Regions from separate parts of the Ovis aries genome. Here region 2 is linked to region 1. A link is a contact called in public Hi-C data. All regions are on one chromosome and are shown on one strand. Each heading gives the region's core, a stretch centred on a gene start, on an enhancer-like site or on the middle of the called end of the contact. The rest is flanking DNA. Distances are from core to core; before and after follow the strand shown. Region 1 holds the start of RGS4 (regulator of G protein signaling 4). Region 2 holds the start of NUF2 (NUF2 component of NDC80 kinetochore complex).

Region 1 (6,496 bases), core at 1,314-3,813:
TGATGTACTAATCTTTGCCTTCCATAGTGAAAAATATGTTATGAAAAGCTTTTCCAAACACTCTGAAATATCAAAATTCCTAAGAAAGTAAGAAATCATAATTAAAGAAGTAAATAAATGTGAAATGCTTTGACAGATTAATGGACTAGTCGTAAAGCCAAAAAGACCTGGTTTTAATAGAAAAAGATAGCAGTGAGGTTTGCAGCAGCTCCCACTGTTGTGGAGAAAAAAAGAAAATCAGACAGAGGAGTGAGTTTTCCTGGAAGGAAATGTATGAAATTAATATTATGTTTTGTTATCTACTATGTATAATGTAACAATAAAAAATATTTGTGTAGCACTTTACAGTTTAGAATTACTTCTGTTTACATAGTCTATCTCATTTGATAAGACAATTAAGTGATAGGTTAGCATAGGAAAAAGTCCACATGATCTAGTGTCAAGAAACTAGCTCTATTACTGGGAATCTGTGACTTTAGTAAGTCACTTTCTCTCTGTTTCCTTTTTGGTAAAATTAAGGTGTTAATCTAGGTTGTATTAAATCTTATTCAGCTCATCTATTGAAGCTATTTATATTCAACTCATGACAAATCAGGCTTTTCTTTGGCCTAGGTCCAAGATATCAACTTCCTATTAAGTCTTCATTCATGTTTCCAAATTCGAATTGTTTAAGTGACCACTATCTTGGATGTCTAGGCAAGCAAAGAAGCCCCTGGCCCATTTTTGGGTGACCTTTTCTCCCTTTTAATTAATTAGTCTCTCCTCGTGGATGCCATTTTTGATTGATCCATCATTCTGGGCCTAACGTCTTCAGCTTCTGTCATTTTGCACTGCACTATAGTCCCTTCCACAACACCACAGAGGATGGCTACCAGCTTCACAGAGAAATTCACTGGTTCTATGTTCAAAGAAAAGTTGCCCCATTGTTAATCTAATACATTTTTCTATCTTCATGTGAGACAACCAAAGATTTTTTCCTGTAATTTAAATGTATCTTCTGGAGACAGTGATCTTTCCACCCTTTTATATATCTTAGCCATCTCTTTCTTCTGATAGCCATAGACAGGGCTTGGGACATGGATGGTGTCAGCGAGGGGATGCTGAGAGCCACATACATGGTCGGGGCATTCCTATTTACCACTTTCCCTTTAATATTCTAGAGTCCCTTTGCATCTCACTGTAACCCATCTATTTTTCACCTTCATCACCTAAACAATTAGATGCCTTGGCTTCTCATACTTAAGGCACAGTTCACTATATCTTATGATCAGGAAACTTTCTGCTTTCAACGTGAAAGCTGTTCAGTTCTGACATAGCAACTAATTTTTCCTTCCCCTCATAGCTTTCCTATATGGAGAAGATCCCTCTATAACTCTGATGTGAATGTTTGAGCTACAGCTGCAAGACGTGAAACACCTGCATGATTCTTTGAAGCATTTGATCCATCATATTGTATACAAAAGATACGAATTGTCCATGTGTTTAGAACCAGCTGCAGGGTTAGGTATTTTTATGTTCATTGTGAACCCTGGTAACATGACAGGAAAGCTATATATTTTTCTTCTATGTTTCCCTGTTTCTCAATATTTTGAAATATTAGTTTGTATACCTTAAATTGAATAAGACATGATAAGATAAAAATCCACTTTTGAATAAGAATAGGTGTCTATATTTGTTCCTTTATTCCCTGTTCTTGTCTTCAAGCTGCTGTTTTGAAGCTCTTTGCAGGAGATATGCATGTACCAAAGAGATTGTCAGCGCTTGGCTGAATCTTGTTCTTAGTAAGAGTTCTAGAAAAGTATTCCACAGTCAGGCTGATTACAGATGTAGCTAATCTGTTTTCCCTAAGCTAGTTTTCTATGCTGCCAGGCGTATAACTGCCTGTCTTCCAGCTATTCCTCCCCCACATCCCTGTGTGGATGTGCCAACCAAGAAAGCAACTTCTGCAAATCTCTGCCTGGAAACAGTGCTTCCACCCACACCCTTTTGGAAACAGTGAGGATCAGATTTTGGACCATGGATGGTATAATATTTCTAACCCGAAAGAGGAAGGACATGAAGTGTCAGCCCCAAAGTAAGCCCACAAACTCTTGCTGGGCCATTTCCTTCTAGGAGGCAAATTTCCTTGACATTGTTTTTATAGACAAATGAATAAACCCGTGTTTTGAAGCATTGTACACTTCTTATTTCCTTTCCTGGAAGTTTGAAACCTGAGATAGCCTTAGAGACAGTAAGCAAGTTTATATTTTCTGTATGTCTATTTGGCAGGAGGATATTTCTGCCCGTTCACTTTGCTTTGTTGCGTCAGCCCTTTCTTCCTTATCTCTTGCAGAGGATGGAGAGCCAGAAGGAGGCTGAGAGGAGCTGGTATTACAGACCTGTTATCTGATTGGCTGGACGGTCGCGGCTGGGCTATAAAAGAGACCCCTACAGGCTTGGGAGGGAGACGCTGGGAGGATTCTGACAGTATCTTTACCGGAGAAAAGGCAAAGTGCGCTCAGAACAGAAGCCACAGCTCCTCCTGCAGCACTTCTTTCCTATCGTGAATCCCACACTACAGAAGATGTGCAAAGGACTTGCAGGTCTGCCGGCTTCTTGCTTGAGGAGGTAAGATTATTTTCAGCCACTGAACCAGACCGCGTTAAACTTTCAAATAGACTTTAAGTTATTTGCATGTTCTACTTACTAACCTGGTTCTTTGGATTTAGAAACAACGTGATGCAGAAATCTTCGACCTCCTAGCTTTAAAACTAGCTAGAAATTGTGGCTTAGGAAGTGTTCACTCCAGATTTTGGCATCCTATGTGTTGTTTTCTATGACCTTGATCTTGAAGACTCTTCTAATCTTCTAACCAAGCTAGCTCTAATTAAGGACTGATATGAGGTTTTGGACCATGCACAGTGGTCTGAAGTATCGCTACCTGTGATTACTGCTATTTGACTATCACTGAGGCACATGGAATCATGGGTCTGGGCTTTCTGATGGTGTATTAAATCTCACTTTGGGGAGGATGCTCCGGACTGAAGTTTGGCTGCATCACCAGAAAGGCACTGTGCCATTTGCGTGATGCTCTAGTATCTTTCACTCTCTATTCTTAAAAGCAAATGCTACAATAAAATAAGAGTCTCAAAACTAGATCTCCCTTATCTCTTTCCCTGCTCTAGCTCTGGAAGTGCCATGTGGTTGTCAAGTACTGATCATAACCAATCAGCTAAGGGTTCTGTGGAAAGTCTCACCTTAAAGACATTGTTTTATCAATTTACTGTCTCTTGATTAATAAACAGACTTAAAGATATGCAGCTGCTCCTATGTCTTTGCCTTTTTAAAAAAAGTACAAATAAATGCTTTCATAGGATGCTCGTATATTAGCTAGTTGGAATGCATGTAAGAATTAAAGATTTTAAAATTTAAAAATAAAAAATAAAAAAAATGAAAAAATACAAAACTAGTGTCTTTCACATTACTTAACCTTACAGTTAAAGGTAAAAAGTCACTTTATAGGTGTACTACCCCCTTTTATGTTCCTCTGCAAATAGAAATCACCTTAAATTTTAATTTAGAGTTATCTCAGAAAGCACACTTTTTAAATACAATCCTAAGGAGTTTGCCTCCTGTCATTCAGGAATATGAAAAATGTTCTTTTTTCCCCCATTCTTTCATGGCTGCTTTCAGATGAAGCAGGAGGGTCTGGCAGAGAGTGCTTATGAAAACAGTGGCTCTGACCTCCATCATTAATTTTCTGAATTGAATAGAGCAAATCAATCCAAGCTTCAGTTAACTCAGATATAAAATTATTCATGCAAAACACAGGAATGTCAGGTGAAAGTTTTGCTCTGGTAAATATTTTAGGAGACAGATAAGTAATTGCTCTAGAGCTTTACTCTCAGGAGAGTAAAGGCTAACCTGGGGAGGTAAAGTGTATGTCAGCAGGGTACACTACTCTCCCCTTCCCTCACTGGCGAGCTGTGAATCATCTTACCCAGCACCTTCATTCTCACATTGGTGCCTGAGGCTCCAGAGGGAATGGGAAAGGCTCAAGGTCACACAGGTGGTGGCTGGTGAAGTGCAGATCACCTCCAGTCTTCTTACTTCAGAGGTCGCTGGAGTCATTTTGGTTTTTATTTCTTTGGTTGCATTGTGTTATAAGGACAAGTGTAATGTATTTGCTAAGCATACTTCCAGGTCTTCATGAAATGACTCTGTATGGGTCAATAACTGCCAGGTCACATCTCAGCTAGACCTGGCACATGGAAATATGAGATCACAATATGCTTACATCATCACCTTAGGTTTCATGCTTAGATTTTGCTATTGTTAAGAAAGACTTTGTATCCCATGAGCAGTGGGGTACAGCAGTGAGGGAAACAGAGAAAGGAGAACAATTTTGGGGTGGGGGTTGGAGAAAAAACACTGTTTTAAGGGCAGCAAAAGAACATAATGGATTTCAAACTTCCTGGAGAAATGCACATAGATAAGGCACTAATATGTTAGTAGCCATCCTAAAATGTCCTTTTATCCTTGTGGCTTTATTTTCCTCTAAGTAGAAACATTTAGTCATTCAATTAGTCATTCATTTCCTTCAAAATGACATTTTTCACTTTAAAACTATGTCTCCACTTTTACAGAAAATGAGATCCAAGCAAAAGAACAAATAAAGAGTGAGAAAGTTGAGCTAAAAGCTTATTAGAAGGCCCTCCTTTTTTAGTAAGTCATGTGCACTGCCATACCCTAGCTACCTATTAAACAGTGGCCATAACCTGGAAGCTTTGCTCTAGTCACGAGCTTCAGTGATGACTCTTATGTGCTTCTCCTTGTTATTGTTTTTCAGTATTCAGACTGAATACTTATAATAAATATAATACTATTTATATTGCAGTATAAATATCCTTAGAGTGTAGATATTTCAAAGGGAAGCAGGAGAGTCTTTAGAAGCTAGCCTGCAGGAGCTCAGGTTTCAGCCTGAGCTTTTGAGTTAACCACCTCATTCCCCCCTCCTCTCTGCTGGAGCCACTCGTGTATATCCCATAACGTGACTTGCTCACTACATCCAGGCTGAAACTGAACAAACCTTTAATTCCTGAGATGCTCCTACATTCCTCTGCTAACAGTGAGGCAGATGGAAATAGCAACCACCCTCCAGAAGGTGGCATGCAACAACCAGATGCCATACTTCACGCTTCCCTGCTCTTCATTTCCTAAAACTTAGAAAACCGTCAAGTTTGCTTTATGTTTCTCCTGAAGATACCTAAGTGTTCCATTGGTCAAAATGACAGGGTTACAGGTAGACTGAAGGGTCAGAAATCCAGTTACTGATGAAGGAGGCTGTGCTCCAAGTTTTGCAGTGAGTCATAGGAAGAAGCAGAGGTGGAATCTTATTTTCCTGAGAGTTCCTGCCAGCCTCAACTCCTATTTCCTAAGTAAACTGCCTTTGCCTCTTTACTAGTAATGGACTCTGAACTGTACCAATAAGGTATCTTTTTAAAAGAACTGAGTGTCATTATTCTGTTTCTCCCCTTTCTTGTGTGCAGTGCAAAAGATATGAAGCATCGGCTAGGTTTCCTGCTGCAGAAGTCAGATTCCTGTGAACATAACTCTTCACACAGCAAGAAGGACAAAGTGGTGATTTGTCAGAGGTAAGAGAAAAGGCTTTGGCGAAGAGCCACTGAGTATTAACTATCTGATGACAGAGATGCTCTGGAGGGAAAAAGAAGCTATGTCTGTAGCTAACCTAGATTTGGATCATGAAGGCCTCCATTTTCACAAAGATTATGGTTGCATTTGAAATTTCCATACATCTAGTGGAAAGATTGCCCTATTCAACAACAGGTCTCATGATGAAAAATAAAATCTCTGCCTTTTATTCAAAATCTTAAATGTTTCGCCCCCATTTTATATCTTAACATTTACATTATTCTTTTTCTCTAATGTCTTTAGGGTGAGCCATGAGGAAGTAAAAAAATGGGCTGAATCACTGGAAAACCTGATTAGTCATGAATGTAAGTATGACAGCTTCCCACCATCTACCACTCCCCAAGATGAAGATAAAGCATGCTGGGTAGACAGGTTATTTCATAGTACACTTGATCTGATAGGAATTACAGAAAGGCTTGGATTTCTCCTAAATTTCAGGCTCAGAAAAATTAGTTCCCTTAAAATGTTACCATACCCTAGATCTTTGTGGTATACGATGGAAAGCTCATACATAGCCCATGTGGAAAACCATCTTTCTCACCGCATCAAAAAAGGACAGAGGAAAAACTCCAAATAGTTAGATTTCTTTCAGAATTGACCTCAGTTTCTCTTCCCAAACTCACTTTGGCAACTAGGGGCAGCATAGGTATCTCAGAAGCATAAAATGTTCCCGAAAGAAACTTTAAACCTTGAGCAAGAAACACTAGGTATAAATGGTATCCAATAGATATCAAACATAGATTAAAATTATCTGACCCTCAGTAATCCCTCCAGCAGGGGAGACAGGGAACTATTTGAACCATTG
Region 2 (6,496 bases), core at 1,105-3,604, 300 kb after region 1:
ATCAGCTTGATTTGGCAAGTGCCAATGAGAAAGGTCTCTTTTTTCCAGACTCAATGTTTTAAAAAAATCTATTTCCTAACTAATTTTTGAGTTTTATTAGATTCAGACTTTTGAGAATGACATCAGTAAATGGACATAAAGCGGAAAAGAAAGCCCTAAACTACTGAATATGAAATGCACTTTTACTTCAAATCAGCATAAATTTCTATATTAATAGGTAGAGCCTTTACTCCCCCATACAACAAAGTACAAGAATTTGTGTCTACTGTCAATACAATCTTTCCAGCATTATTCTTCACTTGATTCAGTGCAGATTTCCTAACCAGTACATCACCCTCACTAATTAATACTGTACCCTGCAGTCCGATGCAAGTTCTATTATATCTTCCAGTGTCCCAATACATAATAAAACTAAATGGTTGTCCCCCATTCTCCCCGACAACTAAGCCATCCTATCGTCCCATCTTCTGCTGCACGGCCTTGATTTGTGACTAGGTATGAGGCGCCTGCCCCTCGTTCAGGCATCAACTATAGAATCCAACTCACTGAGGGACATGTGTGTTCAGGGAACAGTTCAGTGTTGGAAGGCACTGGCAGTGCCTGGCTCTTGTGGCAGCATGAAAGAAGGGAGGCAGAAGAAAAGACCAGGATTCTATCCTACATGGGAGTAGGAACTAGCAACCCACTCCATTATTCTTGCTTGCAAAATGCCATGGACAGAGGATCCTGGTGGGCTACAGTCCATAGGGTCACAAAGAGTTGGATGCAACTGAAGTGACTTAGCATGCACGCACGAACTTCTGCACATAGCTTTCGGTGGCATAATTTCCCTGAATTAACCCCTAAGTTGATGATGGTATCTATTAGCCCCTTTTCCCTTTTTAATGAATCCTAAAAGAGATATTGTGGATCACAAAAAACTATGGAAAATAAGAGATGGAAATACCAGACCACCTTATCTGCCTCCTGAGAAATCTGTATGCAAGTCAGGAAGCAACAGTTAGAAAGGGACATGGAACAGACTGGTTCCAAACTGGGAAAAGAATACGTTAAAGCTGTATATTGTCACCCTGCTTATTTAACTTATATGCACAGTACATCATGTGAGATGCAGAGCTGGATGAAGCACAAGCTGGAATCAAGACTGCCGGGAGAAATATCATTAATCTCAGATATGCAGAGGACACCACCCTTATGGCAGAAAGTGAAGAACTAAAGAGCCTCCTGATGAAAGTGAAAGAGGAGAGAGTGAAAAGCTGGCTTAAAACTCACATTCAAAAAACTATCATGGCATCCAGCCCCATCACTTCATGGCAAATAGATGGGGTAACAACAGAAACAGTGACAGACTTTACTTTTGGAGGCTCCAAAATCACTGGAGATGGTGACAGCAGCCATGAAATTAAAAGACACTTGCTCCTTGGAAGAAAAGCTATTACCAACCTAGACAACATATTAAAAAGCAGAGACATTATTTTTCTGACAAAGGTCTGTCTAATAAAAGCTAAGGTTTTTCCAGTAGTCATGTATGGATATAAGAGTTGGACTATAAAGAAAGCTGAGCGTCGAAGAATTGAAGCTTTCGAACTGCGAGGGTGAGAGTCCCTTGGACTGCAAGGAGATCCAACCAGTCCATCCTAAATGGTATCAGTCCTGGGTGTTCATTGGAAGGACTGATGCTGAAGCTGAAACTCCAATACTTTGGCCACCTGAGGCGAAGAACTGACTCGTTGGAAAAGACCCTGATGCTGGGAAAGATTGAAGGCAGAAGAGGACGACAGCGGGTGGGATGGTTGGATGGCATCACCGACTCAATGGACATGAGTTTCAGCAAGCTCGGGGAGTTAGTGATGGACAGGGAAGCCTGGCGTGCTGCAGTCCATGGGGTCGCAAAGAGTCAGACATGACTGAGCGACTGAACTGAACTGAAAAGAGATAATACCTGTAAGCATCCAACACAGAACCCGGGGGCTCTGCTCAAAAAACATCAACATTATTATCACTCTGAGTCTCTATGACTTACCTTGCCCCACTGACAGCCCCAAGTCCTCCTTTCCTTCTTACCCTGAGCTTAGCTTAAGTCTCCAGAAACCCTCTATTCATTTTCGCTCTACATCTCCAAAGCCAAACACGTCCATGGACCTCGGGAATTCCGCGGCAACGCCGGACTACTTCCCCAAACCGCGGCTCTGTCACTTCCTGCAGAAGTTCCGACTGATCGTCAACTCCGCGAAAAATAGTTCCGCCTAGAGCCCAGCGTTCTCTCTCGCAACTCCAGCGCCAACCGCTCTAAGCATATTGAGCCCAGCCGGTACCCGGCGCGGCCCGAGCGCAGGAAGTGGGCGGGGCGGAACGGGGAGGGACTTCCAGGGGAAGGCGGCTGGTTTGAAAATTGACAACGGTCGATGTTTGCTGACCTTTGACTTTGCGTGTAGCTGCTCCACGGACTCGCCGCTGTCCTGTGGGCGGCTGCTGCGGTAGGTGAGAGCAAAGAGACGCGCGTGGACGGAGTCCGGGAGACAGTGTGTGCTTTCTCGCTCTGGAGCCACGGGCCTGACTGTTTTCGTTCCACGCGTCGCTGGGGAGGAGGCTGCAGAAGCCCGCCTTTGGGTGCTGCGGGTGAGCGCATAGGTCGTTTTCGTTAGATTTTAGTCCCCAAAACAATCTGAACTCATTTCCTACGAAACGAATATCTGCCGTCTGGTACAGCAAAGATTACTCGAGAAGAAACTTGCAGTCCAGCTGGTCAGTTGAAGGTTGTATTTCTATATTTTTAACCGATTTATTTAGAAGCTAATGGGGTTCCAGATGGTGTCATAAATTTCCGTTACTCACACATCGCTTAACCAAAGTCAAACCAAAAATCGAAAGGCTAAAATATCATGTTGTTGTTCAGTCGCCAGGTCGTGTTCTTTGCGATCCACTGGACCGCAGCTCGTCATGCTGCGGTGTGATATTAGAAATATCATGCTTAATCCAAAAGTCAGAGGAAGAGGGCGGTGTATATATAGCGCTTTGCGTGCATGGCGCGATCATTTTTCCCTGAATAACTTCGGGAAACTTTTAATTTTTTTTAGGTTGGGACTCTTTTCTCTTTGTTTAGCATCGGCTCCCTGGCCTTTTGATTTCCACGATGTAGTTTGTTTTAGAAAAATGAACCTACTGTGCGCTGGTTTGTGGTGTTGCAGATAATGGGACACCGAGAGGTGATTAGCAGTAAATGACCTGCTACTTTACATATTAGGTCATTTATATACTTTATTTCACCAGAGAGCTCAAACTGGATTGGAAGGCCTCTTCACCTGTCTTTTTCTCTCCCTCTCCTCCCTATTCCGTTCTCCCTCCCTCTCCACATACTCGTGAATAAATTGGAACTGAAATTGTACTATCAAAGAAAATAGAAGTTAGATAGGAGAGATGGTTTCAAAGGGAAACATTGGAAGTTTGGGAAATGTCCTGGAAGAGACTAACTTGTAACAGAAAATTTATTAGGTTATTAAATTATAGAAGTTTTTAAAGCCAAGCAGAAACATTTGAATTTGATATGATGGGCAGGGCAAGTAATTATTTTTGTAAAGATGTTACCTGATGCATTTGTTGTTCTATGCAGATTAACTTGATGGCAAAGTGCACAAGTTTTAGAAGGTAGAGATGTGTGATAATAATTATGAAGATATTGTATTTTGCACCTCTTTCTCTATTGGAATAATCTCTGATCCAGATATATTAATAGTTTGTTTTGGAAAATTGACTTTTTTGCTGTCTTTCTTTGGGCAATGATTTTTAAATCTATGACTTAGATGAAAATATAGAATGCATATTTATGTTAAAAGGGACATATAACATGTGAGGTGTCAGAAGCTGGGTACAAAAAGATTCTGACAGTAAGAGTTGGACTGTGAAGAAAGCTGAGCGCCGAAGAGTTGATGCTTTTGAACTGTGGTGTTGGAGAAGACTCTTGAGAGTCCCTTGGACTGCAAGGAGATCCAGCCAGTCTATCCTGAAGATCAGTCCTGCGTGTTCATTGGAAGGACTGATGGTGAGGCTGAAACTCCAATACTTTGGCCACCTCACGTGGAGTAGACTCATTGGAAAAGACCCTGATGCTGGGAGGGATTAGGGGCAGGAGGAGAAGGGGTTGACAGAGGATGAGATGGTTGGATGGCATCACCGGCTCGACGCACATGAGTTTGTGTGATCTCTGGGAGTTGGTGATGGACAGGGAGGCCTGGCATGCTGCGATTCATGGGGTCGCAAAGAGTCAGACACGACTGAGCAACTGAACTGAACTGAACTGAACTGATAGAAGGAAAGTCTGGAATTATGAAATTCAATAATAGGAAATTGGAATAATAGGAAATGTTTGCATTATGAAATTCAATAGTATGAAATAGGAATAATGGGGAATTCAGTCATAGGAAATACAAATCCTTAAGGTTCAAATAATCAGTTATGTAAAAAGAGCATGGAAAAGTCCTGGCTTGTGGACTACAAAGTCATATAAGAAGTCATGGAGAAGTGGGCTACGTTGAAAAAGTTCTGGGACTTGGAGTCAAACACACACACACACACACACACACACACACACACACGTTTGTCAGTAAGTGTTATAATAGCATGAGATCAGCAGTGACTGTTGCCAACTCTATTGATATTCCACCGTAATCAGACCATATCTGGAGTGTTAGGTTCAGTTTGAGCATTACATTTTAAGAAGACTCCGTGAAGTAGTTTTAGAGGAAAGTGAGTAGAATGATAGTTTCTAAAACAGTCATAAATGGAGTGGCTATTCTTAAACTATACTTACTTTAGATCAGAGAGGACTAAGCAGAGAGATAGGATAGCTTTCTTCACATTTTTGAAAGTGGAGTCATGTGACTGAGGATTAATAAATTCTATTTAGCTGCAGTGACAAGAAGTAGGACCAGAAGATGAGTTATAACAAACTGATTTCTGTATAGTATGAGAAAGAATTATCTGATTATTAGAGCCACACTAAGGTGGACAAAAAGTTGCCTTGAGACAGTGAATTCTGTGATGTTTCAAATGTTTAAGCAGAACTGGTAAGTTATTTGTCAATCACTTTTCAGGGTGTTTAGCAGCTTGCTGGGCCTACTACCCACTAGATTCCAGTAGCATCCTCAGTCTAGTGCAGACAAGCAAAAGTGTCTCCAAACTTGTGAGAACAATTGCTCTAGGAGAACACAGGTGCGAATATTTCACTATTGAAGGACCTTGTAGGGAGTGGTGTTTTTGTTATTTTGTTTTTCAAGTTCTCACTCTGGTGATTTGAGTTCCTGCCAGTTACGGCTATTCATAGGCTTCCCTGGTGGCTCAGACGGTAAAGAATCTACCTGCAGTGCAGGTGACCTGTGTTCAATCCCTGGGTCAGGAAGATCCCCCGGAGAAGGGAATGGCAAGCCACTTCAGTATTCTTGCCTGGAGAATTCCATGGTCAGAAGAGCCTGGTGGGCTACAATCCATGGTGTCGCAAAGAGTGATGATGACATGACTGATGACTTTTACTCACTTACAGCTATTCTATTCTTGCTCTTTTTTTTTTTCTCTCTGGTCCCACTTACATCTTAAACCTTCTTAATCTCACTGTGTATCATTAAATAGAATGTCAAATCAGAGTACAATGCAGCTTATTGTTTATTTACCCTGTGTTGCTGTTGTTTGTGTATAGATTCTGCTGATAGTGTTACCTATATATTTTACTTTGAAGATTAATTCTCAGGATCTTATTGAACTCTGCCTCCCAAACTTTAAAAAAAACAAAAAACATAGTTTCTCATCTGTCTGTTCAACCTAAGTCCTCTTTCCCATGAAAAAGAAAACAGCATTAGTTAAATTAGAAAATGACTGTGTTGCTTTAGAATAAAAGCTGTTTTAGAATATATATGTGTGTATATATATATGTGTGTGTAAATATGTGTGTGTGTATGTGTGTATATATTTGTTTTTAGTGTCACCTTACTAGGATGTGTGATGGTTTGATGATAGCACCACGTTAAATATAGCTCAACCCTGGCTTGTTAATTTTGTCCTTACATTTGTCAGCTTCCAGGTGGTGAGAACTGCTGGTTGTGCCGTGTTTCTGACCTTTGTTTTTAATTCCTTCAAGCCAACAGGAGACTCCCAAGATGGAAACTTTGTCTTTTCCCAGATATAATGCAGCTGAAGTTGTGGTTCATATTCGAAACAAAATCTTAACAGGAGCTGATGGTAAAAACCTTTCCAAGAATGATCTTTCTCCAAATCCCAAGGTAAAACGTGGTTCTTCTTGCATGTGGTTAGTATACAGGCTACACTAGGTCTGTAATGTGTGGGGAAAGGCATGTATATCACTGTTTGATATAGGCTAGTAACTTTAATCTAGAGAAAATCTGTCAACTAGAGTTATTTTAAAATAACACTGTTTTTTATGTGGGGCAACTTCTACATTCCCATTAGGAATTCAAGTCTTTAATGCAGTTGTTTTCTTCCGAAAAAA

Evidence for each region. A called contact is a pair of places that touch in the nucleus more often than the background predicts.
Region 2: a contact with region 1 is called in a Hi-C map of liver, with 3 times the contacts expected there. The contact joins the promoter of NUF2 here to the promoter of RGS4 in region 1. A contact is called at or near these places in 2 of 16 Hi-C or Micro-C datasets (liver and skin fibroblasts).

What each region holds. Positions count from the first base shown.
Region 1 is chr1:114,718,622-114,725,117 of ARS-UI_Ramb_v3.0, forward strand. RGS4 (regulator of G protein signaling 4) reads left to right here and starts at 2,564. Exons shown (of 5, transcript NM_001174111.1): 1 at 2,564-2,607; 2 at 5,529-5,633; 3 at 5,935-5,996. The coding sequence starts at 2,564.
Region 2 is chr1:115,015,492-115,021,987 of ARS-UI_Ramb_v3.0, forward strand. NUF2 (NUF2 component of NDC80 kinetochore complex) reads left to right here and starts at 2,355. Exons shown (of 14, transcript XM_060415754.1): 1 at 2,355-2,745; 2 at 6,135-6,269. The coding sequence starts at 6,147. LOC105613604 (a long non-coding RNA gene) reads right to left here and starts at 2,201. Exons shown (of 2, transcript XR_009600691.1): 1 at 2,024-2,201; 2 at 1-1,925.